Regions from separate parts of the Dromaius novaehollandiae genome. Here region 1 is linked to region 2. Evidence: chromatin contacts called from public Hi-C data. All regions are on one chromosome and are shown on one strand. Each heading gives the region's core, a stretch centred on a gene start, on an enhancer-like site or on the middle of the called end of the contact. The rest is flanking DNA. Distances are from core to core; before and after follow the strand shown.

Region 1 (6,365 bases), core at 2,728-5,227, 270 kb after region 2:
CTTTGTGATAGGAAAACAAAGATAGAACATCAAATCTTTAAATGTAAAGGTATTCAGCAATTATGAACTGTGATAGAAAACCATTAAAACTACCTTGAAGGCACTGCAGTAGAGCAGTATACCTCTAAAAATAAAATGAGACTTTCTTCAATCTAAAAAAGACATAAGTAGTAAGAATCCAATATTGTTTCAGACGGAATAGATCATTACTAAACCTGCAGATCACAGACAAAGGAGTGATCCCAGTAAGCCAACACATACCTTTCTATTAAGAACAAAAAGAAGAAAGAGGAAATGTGATAACTCTGAAAATAAATTTGATTTCTGTCAGCTCTTGATGGTGCTGAAGGACATGGTAGGCCCTAAGAGAGACAACACCTTAATCAGCTTCTGCTAACTTCTTTTGACCAGGGATAGCAAAATGCATGACACCACTCCCAGGACAAAGCACATCCTGGACCACAGTACTCATGTTTCTGCTAAGTCTTCCTTGTTTCTCTGACCACAGATCTTCTGTCAGTGACCATTTGACTGTCTTTTCATATTTCAAAGTCACTCTTCCAGCTTTCAACAGCCTTAGGGTACTGAGTTGGATGGTATTTTTGACATTCTTTCAATGGAGATAATTCATAGTCCTTATGTATAAGGCCCTACCAGTAAAACACATTGCCTTGACAGTTCCTACCCTTTCTCTGGCAGTATTCACGCCAACCCTGGACATGTACTCCTCATCACCAAACAGTCCAGAGCTCACTCTCTTTTATTCCACTCGTTCTCATCTTCTGTAGTGTTTCTTGCCACCTGTTATCTCACTTCACTTTGCAGTTTAATACCAATACTAACCCCTTCCCTTTCCCAAAGTGGTTTGAATGAGACTGTCCGTGGAGCATTCTCTTTTCTATGTCTATAATGTTTCTTCTGCTGCTCTGCTTTGTCCCAGTTGTGTCACCTTTGAGTGTATGCCACAGATTTTGCAACTAGAGAACAGTTAATCTGCCATTGGCAACTACCACATCACTCTACTTCTTTGAAGCATGTATTGATCCTCCACACTTCCCCATATTCTTCAGCAGGCTGTTAATAATAGCAGGATTTCACTGTAGCAATTTTTAGGGAACATCACCTTCCCTTCCTTTCTCTTATTTAACCTCAGGTTAGCATGCAGTAAAGGCATAATCTGGAAGGGATGTCAGTTCAGTAGACAAATGTGTGGCTGCTGCTTGGTTAGATGTACTCAAGCTAGCTATTAAGCTAGCTGTCTTGAGTACTGACAGCAACATAGCTACAGCAATATGGAGCTCAGAGCCCCAGGTAAATACCCAGGCAATTAGAGCTTTTTGAGCTCCATGCCATATGGGCATGTCTGACTTAACTAATTATTATTCCTGATTGAATTTCAGTCACAGGGCAGACAAAATCTTACCTAGGGAGAGTACTTTGTGAGGACAGAAATATTTGGGACCTCTTCTTATGAGACTAGGCTGAATAGAAGTGAAGTCTGAGGAGTCTCTCAAGGCAGATGTGAAGGAGCAGGGTTGTCCTAGGACTTTGCAAGTGGTGCAACCTTCCAGGAGAAAGAGCAAATGTAATGGTAATCAAGCTATAATGTGTATCTTGTTCTATTTAACAGCTCTGTGGGGCCAATTCCCTTTTTGCAGGATATGAATATCTCCCCTTGAGTTAACTCTCTTACACAAGTGTTACCTGTATCCTGAAGAGAGAAAAATGGGCTCATGGTGAGGTAGTAATACAGCAAACTGATTGCTACTGGCACATCTCTGTTCACATCCATCTTCTCTCACTTTTAAAATTGCAATTGCATTTTTAACTATACTACTGCAGAATCTATGTATATATGGCTAACCTCTTATACAAGCGAAAGCTTGTTTCTACTAGAAACAAATGAGAACAATTTACTCAGCTTTCCTGTCCTGGCAACAAAAAACACTTTTTTAAAGTGGAAGGTCGTGAAGACCCTTCTTTCTTTGACACAGAAACTAGCTCCTTCCTTTCCAGAAAGATGACTGTGAATCTCAAACTGCCTGCTGCTAGAATAACACTAGAGAGCATTAGTGACTCAGAAAAAAACAATTATCCTCCACAGACCTTTTCTGATTTCTTGGCTTTCAGCTTCCAGTACCACCATTTTCATGCTACCTTAAATACTTACCTGCATCTCTGAAAAAAATAGTGAAAAGACCATGAATTATTATGAATATCAAGGAAAAAATATAAGCTACATTGTGAACCTCTTAGATCTAAGATATCTCCGGTTACCCTTCCTTGCTTGCTGCAGACAGAACAGTCACAGCAGCACAGCCTTCCGCTTGCCCTGTTCAGTAGCTGATTTGGGAGATTTGTCAGTGCCCCTTTTTATAACATGGGATGTGATCATCTCCTCCCAACTGGAGCCTGAAATGTTTCTGTAATTCATCACCATTCTGAGGACTTTTAACTCCTTTCCACAATATAATCTCCTTATAGATTTCAAAATGAAGATCTCTTGCTGTATGCTTCACATTCTCACTGCGCACATTTGGCCACAGCAAGTAGTCATGCTGATTTGGCCTGGATGCCATGATTCATAGCCACAGCAACTGCATCTCATTATGCTTGCATTTGCAGCAGGAGATTATGGATCAAGTTATCTGAGGACCTCAAAACTCACTGTTACAGAAAAAAGGGATGGACCCAGCTTATCCTAATCTGATTTACCAACCACCAGGGTTTTGCTTCATTTTTCATGGGGTCAGTGTTTATTTGGCAGCTCTTTAAGCAGCTGCTGCTAGAAGATGTATCAGAGAAGACAGAGGAAGAAGCCTGCAGTGACAAGCAGGAGCTAAGTGACAGGAGCAGCCATTTCTGGTGGAAATACAGGAAGGCCAGCAATGGACTGAGGACAGTAACATGAGAAAAGCAATGATCTGGAGGTGTACACAAAGTAGCTTTTCAGTTAACAACTGGCGGAGCAGTCAGATGTGAGAAACAGTATTGCTCTTGAAATACATTGCTATTGCCGTTTTGAAGTCAGTAAACTTACACTGCTGGAGATTTACTGGCAAATCTACTTTGGCAAGAGAGAGAGAAGCTTGTGAACCCCCCTGAAATACTTACAGACAGCTGTATCAGAAACACTGGCAGGGTCCAAGCTCGCTTACTGAGATGTTAGCAAGTTAATTTATTGTTTGCCTTTTGCCCACCCTGATATACATGTCAGTAGTGATCTCAGTGTATCCTTCACTGCCCCAGTTACTGGAGGCAGAGAAGAGGCAGATTCAGTACCCGCAGACAGTGACAGAAAGTGCCTTTGGCAAATGAAGTAAAATGGCAGACCAGATTGAAGGCAAGATGATCTTGCACATCAAACGCATACCGCATAAATGGTAGACAAAGCCATCACCTTGGAATTTTATTTGCTTCCTATATATGCCTGAGCAAAGGTGAATTCGTTGTCATGAACTGAATCACTGACATGGTCATTTTGAGGTCTGCATTTCATCTCATTTCTTGGTAAGTCTGGTCTTCATGCCAGAGACTTTATCCAGAGAAAAAAATGTTGGTGAGGCTACAAGCCCTTTAATTTTACACCCACACGCAACTGAAAATTAACAGGAATTTTATCTGAAAATCACATATAAAGTCCTCGCTGGTGACTAACAGCAGCAGTTTAATCTATTTTCCTCATCTCCTTCCTCACCTTTTTCACTTTTTGATAATCTATGTTAAATCATGGTCCTGACTATTTGTATGGTTTCATTATGTGTTCTGAGACTTTGCAGATAGCAGGACCGAAAAGCAGGCTTTAAAGACTGTTTGCCAAAATATTTGTTTCATCATGTTAAACTACTTGATAGAATTCTTTCTTTCAGTTTTCCATGGTAATTCACAGTCATCGTGGCATTACAGTACCTATCAGTCTGTCCCTCTTTACCACACCACCATTGCAATCTCTTGAACTACCACCAGGTAGGTGGTGCTTCCTTTCAGCTGGAATAATGCTTTTGTCTGTGTCCTATCAGCTATGCTATGACAAATAGGTTGAACTAGTTCCTAGTTTTGAAGCATATTTTTGAGGTCACAGTGCCCTCTACTGTCACAGGCATCCTCTTCTGCATCATCTTGATAGAAAACAAAATGAAATGTTTGATATGTACTCACTGAAAAAAGCAATATATTTTCTCCTAGAATTAACACGTTCATTTTTGTTTCAACATAAACTTTCATCTGGCCTAGTGGACCAACTCTTGGCTGTTTGACTAGATAGAAAATAAGTTGACCAGGGCATGTTCATTTGCTGCTGACTATAAGGCTATTTTGTCAGAGTAGCTGTTAATTTAAATTAAGCCAATAATCTATGCAGAGTTTGAATCACACCTGACTTGTAGATGTAGAGTTATTCCATATAATTAAATGATCTGATGTGCATTCAAAGTAAGAAGAACCAGGCCTGTGTGTAAAGTACAGATTTTAAGTATGTCTGCCAGAAATTTGTATTGCTCCTGGTGATCATTCCAACTCTAACTAGATAAGAACGACCTATTACATATTGAGACTTTCTTTATAAACTCCTCTCCTGTCTGCTCAAGCCTTCACCCTTTCTCTAATGGATGATGGGATATTCTAGATGGTTTCACTCCCTTTTGAGTGTCTACTGGAACACAACACAGTGTCCTGCAAGTGAGCCTGAAACTATCCCTGCCTTCCTGGTAACTCAACTCTCACAAGTAACCAGAGACCCCTTGTGGCATTCCCTCCGTCACCCCTAAGCAAAACCTCCCCCTTTACCTTCACACAAGACATGGACTGTTCTCATCCACCCTTTCTCTACCAGAAAGTCCTGCTTGCTTATGATTTAGTAAATAAAATTTAACTAAAAGAAAAATAGAATTTAAACAAAAAATTCTAGCTTGGCTCACTTCTGAAGAAACCTGCAGCATGCAGAAGGTAGCACTGAAGCAGGGGGAGCACTAGGTTTAAAAAAGTACTGTTTGTTTTGTATTGTGAGAACCTTTTAGCCTTAAAGAACATCTCAGAGTGCTTAGGGTAGCAGCTGGTTTGTTATTTTGCTATAGGCAGATGCATCCACTTAGGCTCCTCAAGGTGCTACAACAACTTGTTTCCCAGTAGGGGACGTCGTAGCATGGTTACATGTAGGATGACAGGTAGGAGCTCAGATGATTTTGCTTGATGAGAGGTCACACTATATATTGATTATGGACTGAAACTGGAATATCCATACTTTATGCTGATATGAGAATGAGGAGAGGTTGCTGAGCAACTTTCACTTTCAAGTGTACACATATATTCATATATATAAATGTGTGTGTGCGTGCATGTGTGCATGCATGTATAAAAAAATACAAATTAAATACTAAAATCATACAGTACTGCTGGGAACGGAAGCCATATTTCAAATGTAGCAGGCATACTTGTCTTTATTTAGCCATTTTGCCTTGCAACTGCCAAATCATAAAGTTACAGATAATTTCAGTGATACTGAGTACAGCTGAGGACAAATCCAGAATGGAACTGGGGCTGCACTGAAAGGAACTGTGGCCCGACCGGTAATTTGAGTTTCTCTGAAAAAATCCTTCACAGGAAAGCTGCTTTTAAAATTGTCCCTTAATGGAGGGAGGAAAGGAAAAGGAGCTGAAGAGGGTCCTGGATGGAGTGAATACTCGGTGCTGGTTACTGGTACAAGAACACGTTGTTGGGACTATGCAGGGGAACAGAGAAAGCTGTACGCGTAACTGAAATGCAGAATGACTACGAGCAATAGGTGCTAAAATGTTGACAAATCTTTTGTCTTTAGAGAGGTTTCCTTTTTCGTACATGCTGAGGCAATACATGGAAAAGTTCTACCTACTTTTCAAAAAGGAAGAGCTTCGCTGCCCACTGGCAGTTTACAAAGAGCTGCTGGTAGCAGATTTAAAGTAACTTCATGTTTACATGCCACATGCATATGCAGAAGTGCATTTTGCAAACAGTGGGGAACCTCCACAGTTTCAGACAATGTTATAAGCCGTATAGCCCGGGCTGTTAGAAATGTTGGAATAGAAAGAATGCAAAATACATTATGACTGTGCTGCTTTACTATAAACTAATACAAAAATCTCTTACACTATAGTGAAGTCAGTCAACATTGTTGCACAGCTGTAGGAAAACAAAATGCTACACTGGGTATGTGAACAGAAGTTTCATATCTTGCATGTGAAGTCATCTATTGACCCAGTTAGCACTGGTAAGATCTCAGTTAAGGAATGCATCTAAGAGTGAGCACTGCACTTCAGGAAAGATGTGGAGCAGTTTAAGAGTAGGGATTTTTTTTCTCATATTCTCCTTTACCCCTTGTTGTGATACTTACT
Region 2 (6,542 bases), core at 197-2,696:
ATTTTACTTTGAGGGTAGTAAGCTTAAGGAAATTATCTTGACGTTTGTACACATATACATGCGAGTGTAAAAGCTTTCTCTTTGAGGACTGTCTGTGAAAAATGGCCATGTCTCAAGTAGCAGCATTTCACTTGAGTATTTTCTTCCAACAGACTAAGGAGTCTTGTGTGCAACAGGATAAAGCAGAAATGCACTCCTTATTGAGGCTATTACGGTAGTGATTATAAATGGCAGCACAGGTTGTAAACTGGAGCATTCACATCTCCATAATCTGACGTTGAGCGTAAACATTTTCATCCATCAGCTGTAACTGGTGATCACCTCCGCAAGCTGCAACCAAAGCAGAGTGCTCCAATGCTGCATGTCCCAGCTGCACGCCTGCGATGAGCCATTTTCTCAGGTGCCGACCCAGTGCGAGGGCTAGTCTTAAGCTGCAAAATAAGACTCACTTCTGCGTTGAAAGGCGGAGGTGCTACCTGAAGCAGAGAAAGCTCCAAACACTGCTTGCAAGCAGTCTGCAGAGTCCCGAACGGGGTCAGTCAGGCCTGCAGATGGCTGCATCCCCCTGTACCTCGCACCCAAGTGTTAACGCAGGGTGCCTGCACGCATCAGGCCAGAGCTGCTTTTCAGTCTGCCGCACTGCAGCCCTCGGTTTGGGGGGCAAACGGGCTGCCCTGGCCTCCTCCTCTGCCACAGCCGGGCGCCTCGCAGAGTTCAGGGCGGCGAGGCGGGCAGGCAGCGTTGGTTTTCAGTCGGAGCCCGTCAGCGGGAGTGCTGCAGGGCAAAGGCGCACTTCTTGTAGGCGGCATAGAGCAGCAGGATGGCGCGCAGCATCTGGCGGCACATGGCGGCGGCGGCGGCGCGGGCCTGCGGCGCCCGCAGCCCACAGGGCCGCCGCTGCCGGGGACTCACCACGCGGCAGAAGGCCGAGCGCTCCGACACCCGCAGCGCCCCGGTCCAGCGCGGCGGCTGCGCCGTCACCAGCCGCCCGAAAACGGCGTCCAGGCCGCACAGCCGCACGGCCTGCGGCCGCCGCAGCCCCGCCCCGCGGCCGCGCAGCCCCGCCGCCCCCCCCGCCGCCGTCGCCTGGGGGCCGGGGCCGCCGCCGCGGAAGGGGTGCGCCGTGGCGGGCTGCGCCGCGCCGCCCCGCAGCCACCGCAGGGACTCGTCGAGGGGCGAGCGCGGCGCCCACAGCTGGTAACCGTCCGCCATAGCGCCCGGCGCGGGCCGCGGCATCTTTCCGCCGCGGGGTGCCCGGCAACGCACTCTGACGCGGCCCGCGGGGCCGGGGCCGGGGCCGGGGCCGGGGCCGCTCTCGCCTCGCGTCGTGGCGGTCCGCCTCGGCGGCCACCCGCTCCCTGCCGGGCCCGCGCACGGGGCCGCGCCGCCATTTTTGCGGAGGGAGTTTCTGGGCGGAGATGGCGCCGCTTGCAGGGCCGCGGCTCTCCCGCTGCCCGGTGTGTCAGCTCTCCCTCTCCTCCCCGTGTCTTTCTGCCCCTACGTGGCTATGTTTAATTTTACTCAAATCCCCGCTCGCGCGACTTTTGCCGCCTCCTCTGCTACCGACAGAAACGGAGAAATCATGGTGGCCATCTGTTGTCACTGCCACAAAGTAGCATCTTCTGCCACAGTCTCTGCAAAAACAGCTTCTCCCTGCTGTGTGGTAATGCCCTCACCTATCCTTGGAGCTAAAATTCATCATCTTCTGTTGTGATTTACTGTGATGTGTTTTGCCGTGATCTCCCATTAGCATGAGCAAAACCTTTACCAGACTCATCTTGCTGGTCCCAAGGTGCCAGCAGTTTCTGCAAGCTTGCTTAAGATTCCTCTGTCACGTTGAAGTTTAATTGACACCCCCCCGAAAACTGACCTAGAAATTAATAAAGCACTCTTAACCCAATTTTTAGTTGTAGTGAATATTTTAAAGGTTCTGATTGTGCTGAATAAGACTTACCTCCCCTCTTGATCAGTAGGTCTTTTTATTTCCTATATATTTAAAGCCTTAGTAGTCTCACTTTCCAGCTGTCTCTGAAGGTCTCTACTTTTAATAACACTTGAAACGCTAATCTTAAGGAGAAGCAGTGCAATGGGGAAGATTAAACGTCTTTCTAGACAAAGAACATACTTGGAATATTACTTTTGGAGTGATTTGACCAATAGTTTTAAATGCCCCCACTCTGATCCATTTTCATTTTTTTCCAGCTTGGGGTCACGGTGAACTTGTGTCATGATGCAAGCTGCAGAATGTGCTTGGGGAGAGGGGTTGCATTACACAAGTTTTGCCGAAGTGCTTCTGTACAGATGGAGGAATGTTACAGCAGTGTGATTTTTCAATATGACCAGTTTTGTTTTCAGTCAGAAGCTTCCAGCAAACAGAGCCCTGCTGTTATGAACAACAGTATGGCTGGAATAGAAGAGCAAATGGCTTTGAGAATGAAATGGTTATGCTGTGTAACTTTTTTTGGCAAATGCACACATGCACAGATAACATTAAAGGACTTTGTTAGGGACTATGTCTCTAAACCATATTACAATAATGATTATGATCTGAATATTAGTCTATCAAGTGTTTCTATTAAAACAATGCATGTATTTCTTACTGCCTCATGAGACACAGGGGTGTGTGTTTTGTCTTCAGCTGTAGTGATGCTTGGGGCAAAGTCTTGCAGGAAGTTAGTTTAGGCTTTTTCCACGTGGCCACCCTCCCAGTCAATGGACAAAAGTGATAACACAGAAACGATAGCCTTAACTAAGCTCACAAAGAATAACATAAAAAAACTTATTGGAGATAACTTGCTCAATTTCTGCTCTGGTTAGTTAGCTTGTTTGTTCCCATATTGACCAACTTGCTTACCACAGTAAACAGAAATGTCTTTATATTTGGTTGCTGTCTGATACACAGCTGTTGGAATATGTGCACTTGATGTGTACATGTGAAGTATGTATAAGAACATGACAAGCGTTCCTTAGAAATACTAACGCAGCAAAGTATTAAACATTATGAGCAACATTGTTGTGAGAAATTCACATTCCTGAGTTGTTCAGTGTGTGTGGGGGGGAAGGAAACAGTTTACCAAACCACAACAATAATTTAATAGAAATTAACGTATTTAATTTTGTATGCAGCAATATTTGGCCTGTTCCTGCAGGAAAGCTTTGAAAGGAAGGCATGACTGATGACAATTACAGTTTGTTGAATTTATGACCAGCAAAGAAGGATCTGATATGGCCGATTTAACTTAGTGCAGCATAAATTTTCTTTTTGGATTAATTTCTCAGGAAACAGAGTTTTTAATTCACTCTAGCATCTGTGATTTGCATTAATATAGGCAAAGCATTGTAACAGGATACTCCTTCCAAAGGCAGATCTCTTCAAAATGAAATGCTCCATCTTTCTTTTTTTTCTTTAGAAGGAGATTGTCACGGTACAACCAACTGTCTTTACAGTCCTGGACCATGTGGGTTTCGTGTAGTGGGAGGGAGGGGAGGAGAGGGAAAAGGAGATTTACTGCATGACTCCATAACTTGTGTCAAAGATCAAAATTTACTATGCAGGTTGCAACAATACAAAGCACAATTCTTATTAACAGAAACTTAGCTCAACTAGAATACTTATTTTCTAATTACACTAAAAGTTATGCTAACGGTAACTACTTAGTAAACAGACAAACCTAGCTAATTTATACTAATTGTAACTACCCAAACAGATGAACTAGGCAAACGAAGCAACAATTCTTATTAAACCAATTCTGCTTGATCTTACCCACGTGTTGCCTCAGCAGCCAACGTACACTCAATCCCAGGGCAGTAACTGCAGGAGGGTGTCCCCATCCCAAGGGGATCCACAAGTTGGCAGACCCACTGTCACCCACAAAGAGCCCCAGATGGCCTCCAGGGCCAACCGATTTATACCCTTCAGGGGAAGGTGGAGGTGGAGTCGCAAGGCCAGTTGCAGTTGTCTTCAGGCAGTCGCAGTCCCTAGCCCTTGGCTGCTGCAGGGTTCAGCTGTCCCCTGTCGCTGTTACAACGATCGCACCCACGGTCACAGGGTGTGTGGGGGGAGGGCGGGGGGGGCCAAACACCCCCAACAGCAGACTAGCTGCCTTGAGCACTCTTCAGCACTGAAGAAAGGATTTGAGTGACTGCGTGTGACTGCTTTACTGCTGCAGTGGTGGTCCCAAGGAGAGATCCCCTGGCTGGGGTAAGAAGGAGTTAATCCAGTCCGCAATGGTTAACACTGCCCCATCAGTGAGAGCAGGTGTTGTCTCTCAGTGTCCTGATGAGGAGGAGTTAATTCCAGTCCACAGTGATTAACACTGCCTCAGTAGTGAGGGCAGGCTTTGTTTCTTGAGGTCCTGGTGCCCAGGCAGGCCTTATAAAAAAGTAGAGAGATCTATATGTAAAGGCTCACACACCTATACATAATATAATATATAGATGCATATGTGTGTGTATATATATATTTACTTCATATAAGTGGCAGACCATCATGTAATTTCCTTTAGTGAATCAGATTTTCAATCCTAAGATTGCTACTCAGCCCTTTTGTTTAGGACAATTTTCTATTAACTTCAGTATGAATTTTGCTTAATTACAGTCTGAAGAGGAAACTGATAAATGCTTCACATTTTGGTTCTGGCTTAATTTTGAATGACTGTAATTTACTTGTGGGCTTCAGAGACCTGCAAAATAAGGTAAATGGCTATAATTTCTCGTAGCTGTTGATCTGCAGCAGTCTTTTTGTACTGCCTCCTGTTTGTCTGAAAATCCTTCCATGTCATTTTTTTTAGGTGTCAGCAGATAAACAAGTTGTGTCTTGCTGTGAATTCTTGAATCATGAAAAGAAATAAAATAATGTTAAAAGATCTGGTGGAGACTCTGGCCCACCTCTGTTTTGTCTCCTTAATTTTTACCCCCTCAGTCTTGGATCTGTCTAACAATATAGATATCTTCAAAAGGTCAAAAAACAGTCATTTGAAAAGATAAAAATCTATATTTAGGGCTGCAATACTTGTGTTTACATCTTCCTGATTGTTATAGTTACTTTGATTTCTGGGCCTCAAGGCCTGAAGTTCATCTTAGTATCTCCCCAGCTTAGATTCATGAAAGAAACACATGAGCTGTAATTAATGAGATTTACTATAATTGTAACCACTTTGCTCATGAAACAGTCTATTTTTACTTGATTCTTGACATTCAGCCTTGTTAGTATGCTGATGTGTGTTTTGCAACATTTCACTAACTTAGCATCTCCACCATACAGGCTAAATAGCAAATATATTTTCATAACTAGGACATATGCTGTTTAAAAAATATTCTTGATGATCTATCACACTTCCTGTAACTGGGGGTTTTTTTTAGTCACTTTGACTCAAAGTTTAAATATATCACTTTCTCAGTGTTGCTATTGCTTGAGGTACGTGACAGCAGTCAGACCGATTCTTCTGTCCCGGGTCCCATGTGTGCCACAGCAGAGCCTTCCTCTAGCTTGGCAACAAGCAGAGAGAAAACCAGAAAAATAGACCAATTCAAAAGTCTAGTTTTCAAAAAAATGAATTTTTGCATTCCTCATTCAACATATGCAAATACTTGTGTAATAGAATTTGAGAAGCTGGAGTGTAAAAGGGATTGTATGTCTTTCAGCTTTAGACTGTAGTTACCGAAAAGAATAAAAAATGAGATCTGGGCATTATGGTAATTGTCTGATGACTATTGGAGGACAAAAGCCTAGTGAATTAGGATAATTAAAGAGTAAAAGTCTGTGGGTTTGATTTTAGAAAAAAATCCTTCATTCCTGTGATTTTTCTTCTGCTTGCTTACTTGGTTTATCTCCTAATAGTTTATTTAATTTTCTGTTTTGCCATTTTACCTACCATATATACTTAATATAAACAAACATACCAGTTTTCTTCAACAGTGCCCAGTAGGTCTGCCCTTCGTCTAGTATGCTGGACTATTTCTAAAGAGAAGTTTTTTATTTCTGTATTTGAATTTTGGTATGCTCCCCTTTTTCATGGTCAGATAAAGTAGGCTTTGTGGCTCAGAATACTATTTTATTTAGAGGTGTCTGGAAAAGGAAAAGATTACATTTGAATTTGAAATTGGGGTTGGCAGCAACATTAGCAGCTGATATGGAATGAGGGTAGTACCAGCTTTTGGAGTTTTGTCGTCTCATTTTTAAGAAAAAGGAAGTATTAAGGAGATTTGAGTACCAATGACCTCTTAGAGTCTCATCTCTAATGGACCTATGGCTGTGCAAATAATGTCATTAAATACAAAGTATTTAAAGATGAGCAGATGGGTGCAAGATAAACCAAATGAGAATAGTAGCAGCCTAGAAAAAATATTTTTTTCTTGATCAATAATTGTATGAATGTAAATATTCTTAAATAACTAGTGCTTCATCTGGAAATGACTTACATACAAAAAAATGTCTGTTTGTGGAGTGCTCTTCTAATTCTTTTGCCACTAGGGGGTAAAAAAAGAAGCTAAATTTTGGCTCAATTAGAAAGCGTTTAGAATGATCACACAAATAAATACTG

Evidence for each region. Hi-C and Micro-C count contacts between places; a contact is called where the count stands out from the background.
Region 1: a Hi-C map of brain shows a contact between it and region 2, with 6 times the contacts expected there. The contact joins the enhancer-like site here to the promoter of FANCD2OS in region 2. A contact is called at or near these places in 2 of 4 Hi-C or Micro-C datasets (brain and ovary).

The regions. Positions count from the first base shown.
Region 1 is chr2:54,716,029-54,722,393 of bDroNov1.hap1, forward strand. No RefSeq gene overlaps it. Among named protein-coding and RNA genes, the nearest start is that of DPY19L1, 6.6 kb to the left of the region's middle. Within about 2 kb of position 3,978, at least 2 of the 2 cell types and tissues checked have open chromatin away from gene starts, as enhancers often do.
Region 2 is chr2:54,444,581-54,451,122 of bDroNov1.hap1, forward strand. FANCD2OS (FANCD2 opposite strand) reads right to left here and starts at 1,447. Exons shown (of 1, transcript XM_026100748.2): 1 at 1-1,447. The coding sequence starts at 1,236. The coding sequence ends at 763.